2 separate regions of the Sus scrofa genome follow, and region 1 is linked to region 2. The links are chromatin contacts, called in public Hi-C maps. All regions are on one chromosome and are shown on one strand. The core of a region is the stretch at or near the end of the contact, and the rest is flanking DNA. Distances in the headings are between cores, read along the strand shown. Region 1 holds the start of ABCA3 (ATP-binding cassette sub-family A member 3). Region 2 holds the start of TBC1D24 (TBC1 domain family member 24).

Region 1 (4,839 bases), core at 1,071-3,570, 120 kb before region 2:
CGGCTCCATCCTAAGGTCCTCAACTGTGCACACAGCCTTGTCCGTCATTCTCCCCCGAGTTCTAGAATGTTCCCCCTCAAGAGACTCAACAGCAGAGGAGTCTACTGCTATTTCAGGAAGCAGGGATGGAGAAGAAACTGCCAGCCAGGGAGTCTTACTTGGGCCTTCCCAGTTGAGACAAAATCAAAACAGGTTCCCTTGGAACTGCCTGGCATATGCTCTGCAGAAAACTAGCGACTTTTAAAAAACAACTTGTGCTCCCCTCTCTTGTTCCAAAAGGCTGTTTTATCAGAATAGCAGATCACCCTAGAGAAGGAATGATGTCATCCTGTTTGTTGGATATAGTAAAGCCAATGCTCAATTTTATTTATTTACTGTTCATTTATTTGGCCCCACCCACAGCATCCAAACTTCAGCGCCAGGGATCCAACCCATGTCACAACTGCAACCCAAGCCACAGCAGTGACAATGCCAGATCCTCAACCCTCTGCACCACCAGGGAACTCCAGCAAGTGTTCAATTTTATTTTATTTATTTATTGTCATGTCTTTTTAGGGCCACACCTGTGGCATACGGAGGTTCCCAGGCTAGGGGTCGAATCGGAGCCACAGCCGTCGGCCTCCGCCAGAGCCACAGCCACGCGGGATCCGAGCCGCACCCGGGACCTACACCGCAGCTCACGGCAACGCTGGAGCCTTAACCCACCGAGCGAGGCCGCGTCCTCATGGATGCTTGTTGGGTTCATTAACCGCTGAGCCACAATGGCAACTCTGCACATGTTCAATTTTAAAGAGTTCCCTTGGAGGATTTTTTAAAATCCTCTCAGAAGTTAAAGGGGTGGGGGGCTTGGCGCGGCTCCTACTTTTCTCTCTTTTCCCTTTCTTTTCCATTTCCAAAGATGCCAACTTTCTAGAGGAAAACATTCCCAATCTTTTCAGGTTTACAAAGGGCAGCATCAAGATGTTTTGAATGAAATGATACAGTTGCTCAGGAGAAAAGAGCTAACTCTTCCACTTGCACCCTGCCCGGGTCTGCACACTGTCACAGGGGCTCAGCCCCTCCGTCCACAAGGCTTCCTTGCGGGCCTGTCATGGAGACGCGCGAGCAAGGCAAGCCCCAGCAAGGGACAATCTGTGCCTCTGGGGAGCTCACAGCTCAGGAGGCAAAGAGGCAAACAAGCAGAAATAACCCTATAAGGTAATGGTTTTAATTAGGCAGCGACCAAGGAAGTGACAAGGGGCATTCACTCATGCAACAAATAGGCACCAAGCATCTGTCCTAAGCCCACATGCAGCAGACAGTGTCTGCCCTCATGAAGCTCAGAATCTACTTCAGAAAAGAGACAATTCCTGTGTACACACAATTTCATACCAAACAGACTGACCGTGGGCATCAGCGCTGTGGGAGGCCCCTCTGTCTAGATCAGTCATTGCCCTTCCTTCTGTCCACACGCAACGCCCACCACTAACAGTGGACCCCTGGCCCCCCACCCTGAGGCCACGAGAAGGAGGATTTTCGAGCAGGGCGGACTCGATTATGGGGAAGCATTCCCACCAACACTGGGAATCTCTGCACCAAGACATGAGCCAGCAGCAGCCTTGGCGGCCCTGCCTCGGCTCCCCAGCCTGGGATGCTGCACGGCTTTGGCAGGCAAGTGCTCAAAGTGTCGGCCGGTGAACGCCTGCGGGGTTTGACGTGGTAGGAGTCTGCCCACCCTGCTCGGGCATGGCACAAAGGATGCCGCAGTGATTGCAACTCCAGGAAGATTAAGTTTCTCCAAGAAGGGCCGGCTTGGAGGAGCTGCCTGAGAGGATGGGGACACGCCCAGAGACAGACCAGGGCCGAGGGGAAGCCTGAGTCAGGGCGGCCTGGCACTGCGCAGAGATGCACCTGCTGGGGCGGCGCCGGGGGGTGCGGGCAGGGCAGGGCCACGGTAGGGGCCGGACAGGGACCGGGGCGGCCCGCGGTGGGGAGGGTGGCCCGGGCGGGGAAGCGGCCCCGGAGCCGGGAGCCAAGAGCCCTGGGAGCCAGCGCGCGCGAGCAGCGGGTCCTGGCGGCACTCACCGACCCTCAGCACCCGGGCGGCGATGGCCGGCGCGCTGCCCTCTCGCGGGGTCCCCTCCCTCGGCTTCCGGCCCTGCTCTGGCCTCGCGGCGGCTGCGGCGACCACTGCTGACAGCTGCTAGGCCGCCGCAGCGGGGAGGGGGCGCCGGCGACCCGAGGCAGCTGGAGGACGCGTCCACTCGGGCTCCTGCAGGGGGCGCGCCGGCCGGCTCGCGCATGCGTTGCAGGCTTCCCCTGCGGGTGCCCGGCCCGCCCTGGGACCCCTCCCCGCTCCGCCCCTGCTTGCGCCTGCGCAGTGCTCCGCGCCCGCGGGGGGTTGGGAGGGGTACGGCCGGCAGGGGGCGCGCGACGCGGGGCGAGGGCTTGGCCTGTGAGGCGAACGGTGTGGCCTCCAGGCGGGCGGCTGAAGTGGTCAGGCAGGACCCTCCCATTTCCCTGGTGGGCCTCCGTTTCCCTCCCTTGCAGTGTCTTTCGTCGGGCACGAGGGTCCTTCTCTTCACGGAGGGAGGGCGCTTTGCGCCCTTAGGCCTGGCGCGGACATCGCTAGGTGTTCGAGGCCCTGAGGGGTGGACGGAGGGCGAGGAAGGTTCTAGAAAGCCGAGAGGTGGGCAGGAAGGCCCAGCACCTCTGGGCGTGGCCGCGGTCGCGGGGCGCAGCTCTGGGGTCCGAGGCCGCAGGCAGGCGGGTCGGGAGGTAGGGTCAGGGTCACCTCGGGAGCGTCCCAGGTCGGGCCGAGAGAGTCCGGGGGCTGGGCTGGGGTCGCCTTGGACCGGACAGTCCCGAGGCCCGACGGGGGTCACCGGGGCGGAGGGGCTGGCGGCGTGGGTGGCGCTGGGCCAGCCGTCGCCCAGGCGGTGAGTGCTGCCAGCGGCCTGTCGAGTCCCAGGACCCTCCTGTGGCCCGACGTCCAGCTGCCCGTCCGTCGTTCGCTGCCCTCCGCCCGGCCTCTGGCGGCTCCCGGCGCAGGTCGCTGGGCCCTGGACGTCGCCTGCTGACCAGCCGGCTCCGGGCCGCCCCCCGCGCGCCTGGGGCCGAGGACAGACGGAATGGTAAAGTCAGGACCCAGGCTGGGGGGGCGGGGGGGAAGGGGGGACCGCGGTCCCCAGAGACGCCGTAGCGGTTAATGCTGGCGCAGCCGGGGCCCCATGGCAGTTACTTCCTTGTTGGTTGGCTTTTTTCTGTCTCTCTCACCAGAAGGTGGATGGTGTCTGTGAGGAAAGGGACCTTGTCCAGATCGTGGCTACATCCTAGGGTCGTAGCATGGCTGGCACAGAGGAGGCACTTTCTTTGCTTTTTAGGGCCGCGCCTGCGGCATGTGGAGGTTTCCAGGCTAGGGATTGAATCAGAACTGTGGCCGTTGGTCTACACCACAGCCACAGCCACATCAGCATAGGATCCGAGCCAGGTCTGCAGCCTACACCGCAGCTCCCTGCAAGGCTGGATTCTTAACCCACTGAGCGAGGCCAGGGATCAAACCTGCATCCTCATGGTTCCTAGTCAGATTCGTTAGCCCCTGAGCCACGCCGGGAATTCCAGAGGATGCACTTCATAAGTATTTATTGAATGAGAGGGTCATTCCTGACCCGATCCCCTCACTAGTGGAATTATTTCATTTTTAACTTCCTAAATCTCAGTTTCCTATCCCTAAGTGCTTCTCACAATCTGGCTCATAAATGCCAGATAAATGGTAATATAATGTGAATGTAAGTAGAGACTGACACATGGCCTGGCCTCTAATGAGGAGACAGAAAAAAAAATTGAGGACAGATAGATAGGGAAGTGGATTATTAATTCGTGGAAAATATCTTAACCCCCCCCTTCATTCTGCGCAGACCGCACCCTTACCCTCCCAAAAAAAGTGTTGGGAGAAATTCTGACCTAGCTGATTGGTCCTTATCTTTACCATGTCTCTTCCTTAATCTTTATTTCAAGAACCAGCCTTTCCCATTTCTAACTTAAATTGGTTACACTGTGCAATTTTTTCAGACCCTTTCGAAATCTGATCCCAGTTCTTCATAACCAAATCCTGGAACAGAACTGGCTAACTCAGAATTTCACTTATATGGAAGGTGAGGGTGGGGTAAGAATGACTGTATAGACAACGGCCAGGAGTTCTGTGTCTTTGTTCTTAACGAGGTTAGGTGCCTGCCATTGTTATTATATCAATTATCATAATCCTGCACTGAGAGGGTGTGAAGGTCACTTGCAAAGGAAGATTGTCCTGTGTCCAGAGACCAGGCTCTGAACTCCTGTTCAAAACAACTGCCCACAGTGGGCCAACTCTTCTGATGCTCTTCAGCAATGACTGAAAAATTCACGGTTCCGCTCAGGGCCCACTACTGAAAAAACAAAACAAACCTAGATGCGCCATCTAGTCTTCTCCTTCCAACGGGAGGCCCATGTAATGGTCATAATTTTTTTCAAAGTGTGCAGTAGAGCTGATACTAAGCCAGGTGTTCAGAGTCCTGGGCCCTTTAATACTCTCTGGTATGTGAATTGTTCACATTCATATACCATGAATATATGCCTAGAAATTACATGGTATGCTTCTTGGGGTTAGCATGGCTCAGATATTTCTCAAGATTGATGGCAAATGTTAAAGTGGATGTTGACACTCATAAATCCTATGGCTTTACGAAAGGCAGTAAAGGGAGTTCCCATTGTGGCTCAGTGGAAATGAATCTGACTAGTATCCATGAGGACGTGGGTTCCCTCCCTGAGCTGCTCAGTGGGTTAAGGACCCGGTGTTGCTGGGAGCTGTGGTGTAGGCTGCAG
Region 2 (5,246 bases), core at 1,685-4,184:
CCCTCGGTGGGTGAGTGCGAGCGGCGGGCGGCGGGTGGGGCCTCTGCGGGCGGGGGCGACGCCTGTCAAGGCTCCAGGCCCAGCGGGAGGGCGCGCCGACGTCCCCGCTGCTCCGCTCGGCCCGGGGCGTCCCCGCGGCTGCGCCCACCTCTGGACCCCGGCTGGGGCCACCCGGGGGCTCGGGTCGCTTGGCACTGCAGCGCCTCGGACCGGACTTTCTCTCCCGAGGGGAGCGGGGCGGGGCCCCGACCGGCCGGCTGATCCACGGCGGCTCCGGCCATGCCCGGCTGGCCCTGGGGGCTGCTGCTGACCGCGGGCACGCTCTCGGCCGCGCTGAGCCCAGGGCCGCCGGCGCCCGCGGACCCCTGCCATGACGAGGGGGGCGCGCCCCGCGGCTGCGTGCCCGGCCTGGTGAACGCGGCCTTGGGCCGCGAGGTGCTGGCGTCCAGCACGTGCGGGCGGCCGGCCACGCGGGCCTGCGACGCTTCGGACCCGCGCCGAGCACACCCGGCCGCCCTCCTGACCTCCGCGGGGGGCACCGCGAGCCCTGTGTGCTGGCGGTCGGACTCGCTGACGCAGGTGCCCCTCAACGTGACCCTCACAGTGCCCCTCGGCAAGGCTTTCGAGCTGGTGTTCGTGAGCTTGCGCTTCTGCTCGGCACCCCCCACCTCCGTGGCCCTGCTCAAGTCGCAGGACCATGGCCGAAGCTGGGCCCCACTCGGCTTCTTCTCCTCCCGCTGTGGCCTGGACTACGGCCGTTTGCCTGCCCCCGTGGATGGCCCAGCCGGCCCGGGGCCTGAAGCCCTGTGCTTCCCTGAGCCCCAGGCCCAGCCTGACGGTGGTGGCCTTCTAGCCTTCAGCGTGCAGGACGGCAGCCCACCAGGCCTGGATCTGGACAGCAGCCCAGTGCTCCAAGACTGGGTGACCGCCACAGACATTCAGGTGGTGCTCACAAGGCCTACAGTACTGGGGGACACGAGGGACGCTGCGGCCGTGGTTTCTTACTCTTATTCAGCCACTGAGCTCCAGGTGGGCGGGCGCTGCAAATGCAATGGACATGCCTCCAAGTGCCTGCTGGACACCCAGGGCCACTTGATCTGCGACTGCCGGCATGGCACCGAGGGCCCCGACTGCGGCCGATGCAAGCCTTTCTACTGCGACAGGCCATGGCAGCGGGCCACTGCCCGGGAAGCCCACGCCTGCCTTGGTGAGGCCTTGGAGGGTGGCCCGGGGATCTCAGACTGGGCCGCCTTGTCCCTGACTCATCCTTCCCTGCAGCTTGCTCCTGCAATGGCCATGCCCGCCGCTGCCGCTTCAACATGGAGCTGTATCGACTGTCCGGCCGCCGCAGTGGCGGGGTCTGCCTCAACTGCCGGCACAATACCGCCGGTCGGCACTGCCACTACTGCCGGGAGGGCTTCTATCGAGACCCGGGCCGTGCCCTGAGTGACCGCCGTGCTTGCAGGGGTGAGCCTGCCATCAGCCACCCACACACCCTCGCCCTCCACTTTTCCACATCCCCAGATGGGCTTCTGACCATCCCACTTCTATCCTCAGCCTGTGACTGTCACCCTGTTGGTGCTGCTGGCAAAACCTGCAACCAGACCACAGGCCAGTGTCCCTGCAAGGACGGCGTCACTGGCCTTACCTGCAACCGCTGTGCCCCTGGCTTCCAGCAGAGCCGCTCTCCAGTAGCACCCTGCGTTAGTGAGTGGCACTGCCCTGCTTAGAACACCTCAGCCCAGGGCACCCCCAGCTCCATGCTGCTGTCTGCCTGTCCCCTGGGTCCTGCAGACCCCACCCCCGCCCCCGGCCCGCTCAAATGCAGGCCATTATCCCATCCCCCACAGAGACCCCTGTCCCTGGACCGACTGAGGAGAGCAACCCCGTGGAGCCCCAAGGTGAGTGGAGGTCCCAGAGGGGCAGGTCCATGCGGGGAGGGGGCTATGGATTCCAGGAGGGGAGGAAGAGAGGGTGAGGGAAAGAGATGGGCATCTGTGCCAACCTCCTCCCGCACCCTCCTCCCAGACTGTGACTTGCACTGCAAACCCGCCCGTGGTAGCTACCGCATCAGCCTGAAGAAGTTCTGCAGGAAGGACTATGGTAGGCCGCCCGCAGGCCTCCTGCCCCCAGCCTCCTCACCTTGCCCTACTTTCCTTGTGGGGCGTCCTGACCCTCGCTGGGTCCCGAGGCCATCCCCCACCCCTCAGATCCTCCGCTGTCTCCGGCCCCCGCCCCGTCAGCCCCCTTGGCCTCTCGGTGCTTCTCCGCCACCCCCTCCGACCCTCGCGGGCGCCGCGCCGGGTGCTCCTCTGCGCGGCCCGGCCCCGCCCCGCTTCGCCTGACCCCGCCCCTTTCACCTCCCTCGCAGCGGTGCAGGTGGCTGTGGGCGCGCGCGGCGAGGCGCGCGGCTCCTGGACACGCTTCCCGGTGGCCGTGCTCGCCGTGTTCCGGAGCGGCGAGGAGCGCGCGCGGCGCGGGAGCAGCGCCCTGTGGGTGCCGGCTCGGGACGCAGCCTGCGGCTGCCCGCGCCTACTGCCGGGCCGCCACTACCTGCTGCTGGGGGGCGGGCCGGGGGCCGCAGTCGGGGGCCCGGGGGCCGGGGGCCCGGTCTCAGTGCCGCCCGCGGAAGCCTCGTGCTGCCCTGGCGGGATGCGTGGACGCGGCGCCTCCGGAGGCTTCAGCGGCGCGAACGGCGGGGGCGCTGCGGGACGGCCTGACCCCACTGGCCGGGTGGGGGCCGGCGGGGCGGTTCCCACACATCAAGGCGCACGTTCTTGCAGTGTATCCGCCTACCGAGGAGTCATTGCTTGTGTCGCGCGAATCTCCATCTGCCCCACCAGCCCCCGACCTTGCCCCGCGCCTCCCTCGGTGCCTTGAGCTTCTGCCCAGGAGTGTGACAGACGCAACGACACCCCCGTCCCAACAAAGAGGGATGTGCTAGCCCCTAAGAGCGGCTTCGAGGCCTGCTTGGGCAGCTGTCATTAAGACGACTCCTTGCCCGCCCCCCCCACCCCGAGCTACCTGCGGCTTCCAAGGGACACAAGGATACCCCCAGAGGGCCGTGAACCCCCTGTGGGCCGGAACTTAGAGGCTCTGCGAACACTCCAAGGGCTGCCTTACCAACCCCACCCTGGGATGTCGTGGTCCCTCAGAAGTCCCACCTTCCTAAAAGTGACACCCCCAACATTTACGTACCCCTTTGTGATGCCAGGACCCACAGAAAGCGAGAACACCCTAAGGGCTGCTGTGATTCCACGGACTGTGTTCCGCCAAAGAGCGCTCTGACTCCCCAAGAGGCACTGTGGCCACGACAGACGCCTCTGGACCCCCACGGGGCTCGGTGACACTGGCTCTCCCACCCTCTCTGAGGATAAGCAGAGGGCGCTGTAACTCCTCCCCCAACGAGGATGGTGGCCTCTGGTTCCCGTCTGACCCGCTTGTCACCTCTGCCTGCTGGGAGTCCGTGTCCCTGTCCCTGCTGCGACTCTACCTCTTTTTTGGCCTGTTGTGTCCCTGTCCCTTGTCTCCATCTGGCTGTCTCTCTCAGCCTCTCACGTCCCTCCCCGAGGACCCCCTGCACCTTTCGCCCGCTCCGGATCGGACGACGTGCCCAAGCGGACGCGCGTCCCTAAGTCTACGCGTGATCCGGAGCGACAGCGGCTCCCGCGGGCAGCCCTGCAGACTCCCCAGATGCCTCCCGCCTCGCCGGCTGCTAAGCGGGTCAGCCCCCCCGCCCCCGTCCACTCTCTCGCGCCCGCGGGCGGGGGGCAGCGCGCGTACTCGCATTCCTCGCACTGGGACCCACGCACAGCTGGCGCATGCTCCTGCCGCCTTGCCGCGGGGCGTCAGCGCGCATGCCCAGAGCCCGATGCAGCGGAGACCAGCGGGCGCCCCGGGTGGGCAGCTGGCGGCGCGTCTCGGCTGGGGCGGGGCCGCGTGCGCGCGTGCGCAGAAAGGCGGGCGCTCGATCTCTCGGCAAGCTGAGGAGAAAGCGGCGCGGCGGGCGGAGGTGGGTGCGCGGCCGGCGCGGGTGGGCGGAGGTGGGCGCGCGGCCGGGCGGGCGGAAGCGAGACGGCCCGGCGCGGAGACCGCGGGGGCGGCGGGGCCGGGTGGGGGGCTGTCATCGCGGCCCCGGTGTGCTGAGGGAGGGGACGTGGGGGCCTGGCTGCGGGGCCTCTGTCCGAGACCCGGCGCGCGGCGGGGCGGCCGGCGCGCGGGTCCGGGGTCTGGGGCCCGCGCATCCGGGGCCCGAAGCCGTCTGCCTGGCGTTGCCAGCTCCCCGCGGACCGAGCGCCGGCCTGGGCGGGACGTGGGGCCGGGGCTGATCTCGACCCCGCCCCGCCGGACATCCCCCCGGGGGCAGAGCCAGCGCCCCCCACCAGGCTGTGTCCGCGCGCCGACCGGCTCCGGGCGTGGCGGCGGTCGGAAAGAGCTGTCTCTGTGTCACTCCTTCCTTGGGGCGCTTTCCGTCTCTGCGGGGAAGGAAATCCGCTTCTGGACTCAACACTTGCAACAGATTCTCTGATAACATTCTGCCTTCGAAGACCTGCAGCAGCGCCCGCCCCGGCCCTCCGCTGGCTCCAGGATGACAGCCGGCCCGCCTGCCTAGGTATCTATCCAGCCGTGTGAGCCTGGTGTGGTGCGTGCCCCCTTTGGAACGGACACAGTGCCAGGGAACAGAAGCATTTCCACAGGGCCCTGGGCGCTGAGCTCTCTGAGCCTTGAGTAAGCACCGCTGGAGGTCAGGGACAGGCTGCACCTGGTCAAGGTCCCGTCGCGGCAAGGGTGCTGGTGGCCTTGTGACTTCACTCAGTAAGGGAAAAGATGGATGGTGGGCTTCCTGGTTGAACACTTGCTGAGCTGACAGTAAAGGCCAGAGGTTGTCTAAGAGGCACAGGTTGTTGGGTTAGCGTGTGCCTGGAATGCACAGGCCTGCTAGTGGATGTGGCTGTGTTTATGATGCTGGTGTTGAGGTCTTTCCCCAGCTGCTTATTCCTTGTCAAGAGCCTGTCTACCAGTGGAAGCACTTTGAAGTGCTTTTCCTTATTTATATATGTATATATTTGCATCAGTGCCATCAGGAACACTTCTACGCAATGGCATGGGGCAAAAATCCTGTAATTTAGTAGATATAGCTGTTTTTCCTACTTGAGGCAGAGGGTTTCCCTCAGCCTTCGCATTCCAGCCCCAGCACATAGTAGCCACTTGTAAGCAATTACTTAATTGCCTTGAAGGCAGGTGTG

What was found. Hi-C and Micro-C count contacts between places; a contact is called where the count stands out from the background.
Region 1: a contact with region 2 is called in a Hi-C map of subcutaneous adipose tissue, with 2.3 times the contacts expected there. The contact joins the promoter of ABCA3 here to the promoter of TBC1D24 in region 2. A contact is called at or near these places in 2 of 5 promoter capture datasets (fetal liver and liver), 2 of 47 Hi-C or Micro-C datasets (heart right ventricle and subcutaneous adipose tissue) and 2 of 2 datasets of contacts at active chromatin or transcription factors (alveolar macrophages and skeletal muscle).

Annotation. Positions count from the first base shown.
Region 1 is chr3:39,686,614-39,691,452 of Sscrofa11.1, reverse strand. ABCA3 (ATP-binding cassette sub-family A member 3) reads right to left here and starts at 2,320. Exons shown (of 35, transcript XM_005655176.3): 1 at 2,065-2,320. LOC102159543 (a long non-coding RNA gene) reads left to right here. Exons shown (of 2, transcript XR_298208.3): 2 at 1-366.
Region 2 is chr3:39,570,005-39,575,250 of Sscrofa11.1, reverse strand. It overlaps TBC1D24 (TBC1 domain family member 24), which reads left to right and starts at 2,934. Exons shown (of 10, transcript XM_021086761.1): 1 at 2,934-4,012. NTN3 (netrin-3) reads left to right here. Exons shown (of 7, transcript XM_021086754.1): 1 at 1-1,207; 2 at 1,279-1,467; 3 at 1,558-1,707; 4 at 1,851-1,901; 5 at 2,029-2,103; 6 at 2,372-2,590; 7 at 2,593-2,821. The coding sequence starts at 280. The coding sequence ends at 2,720.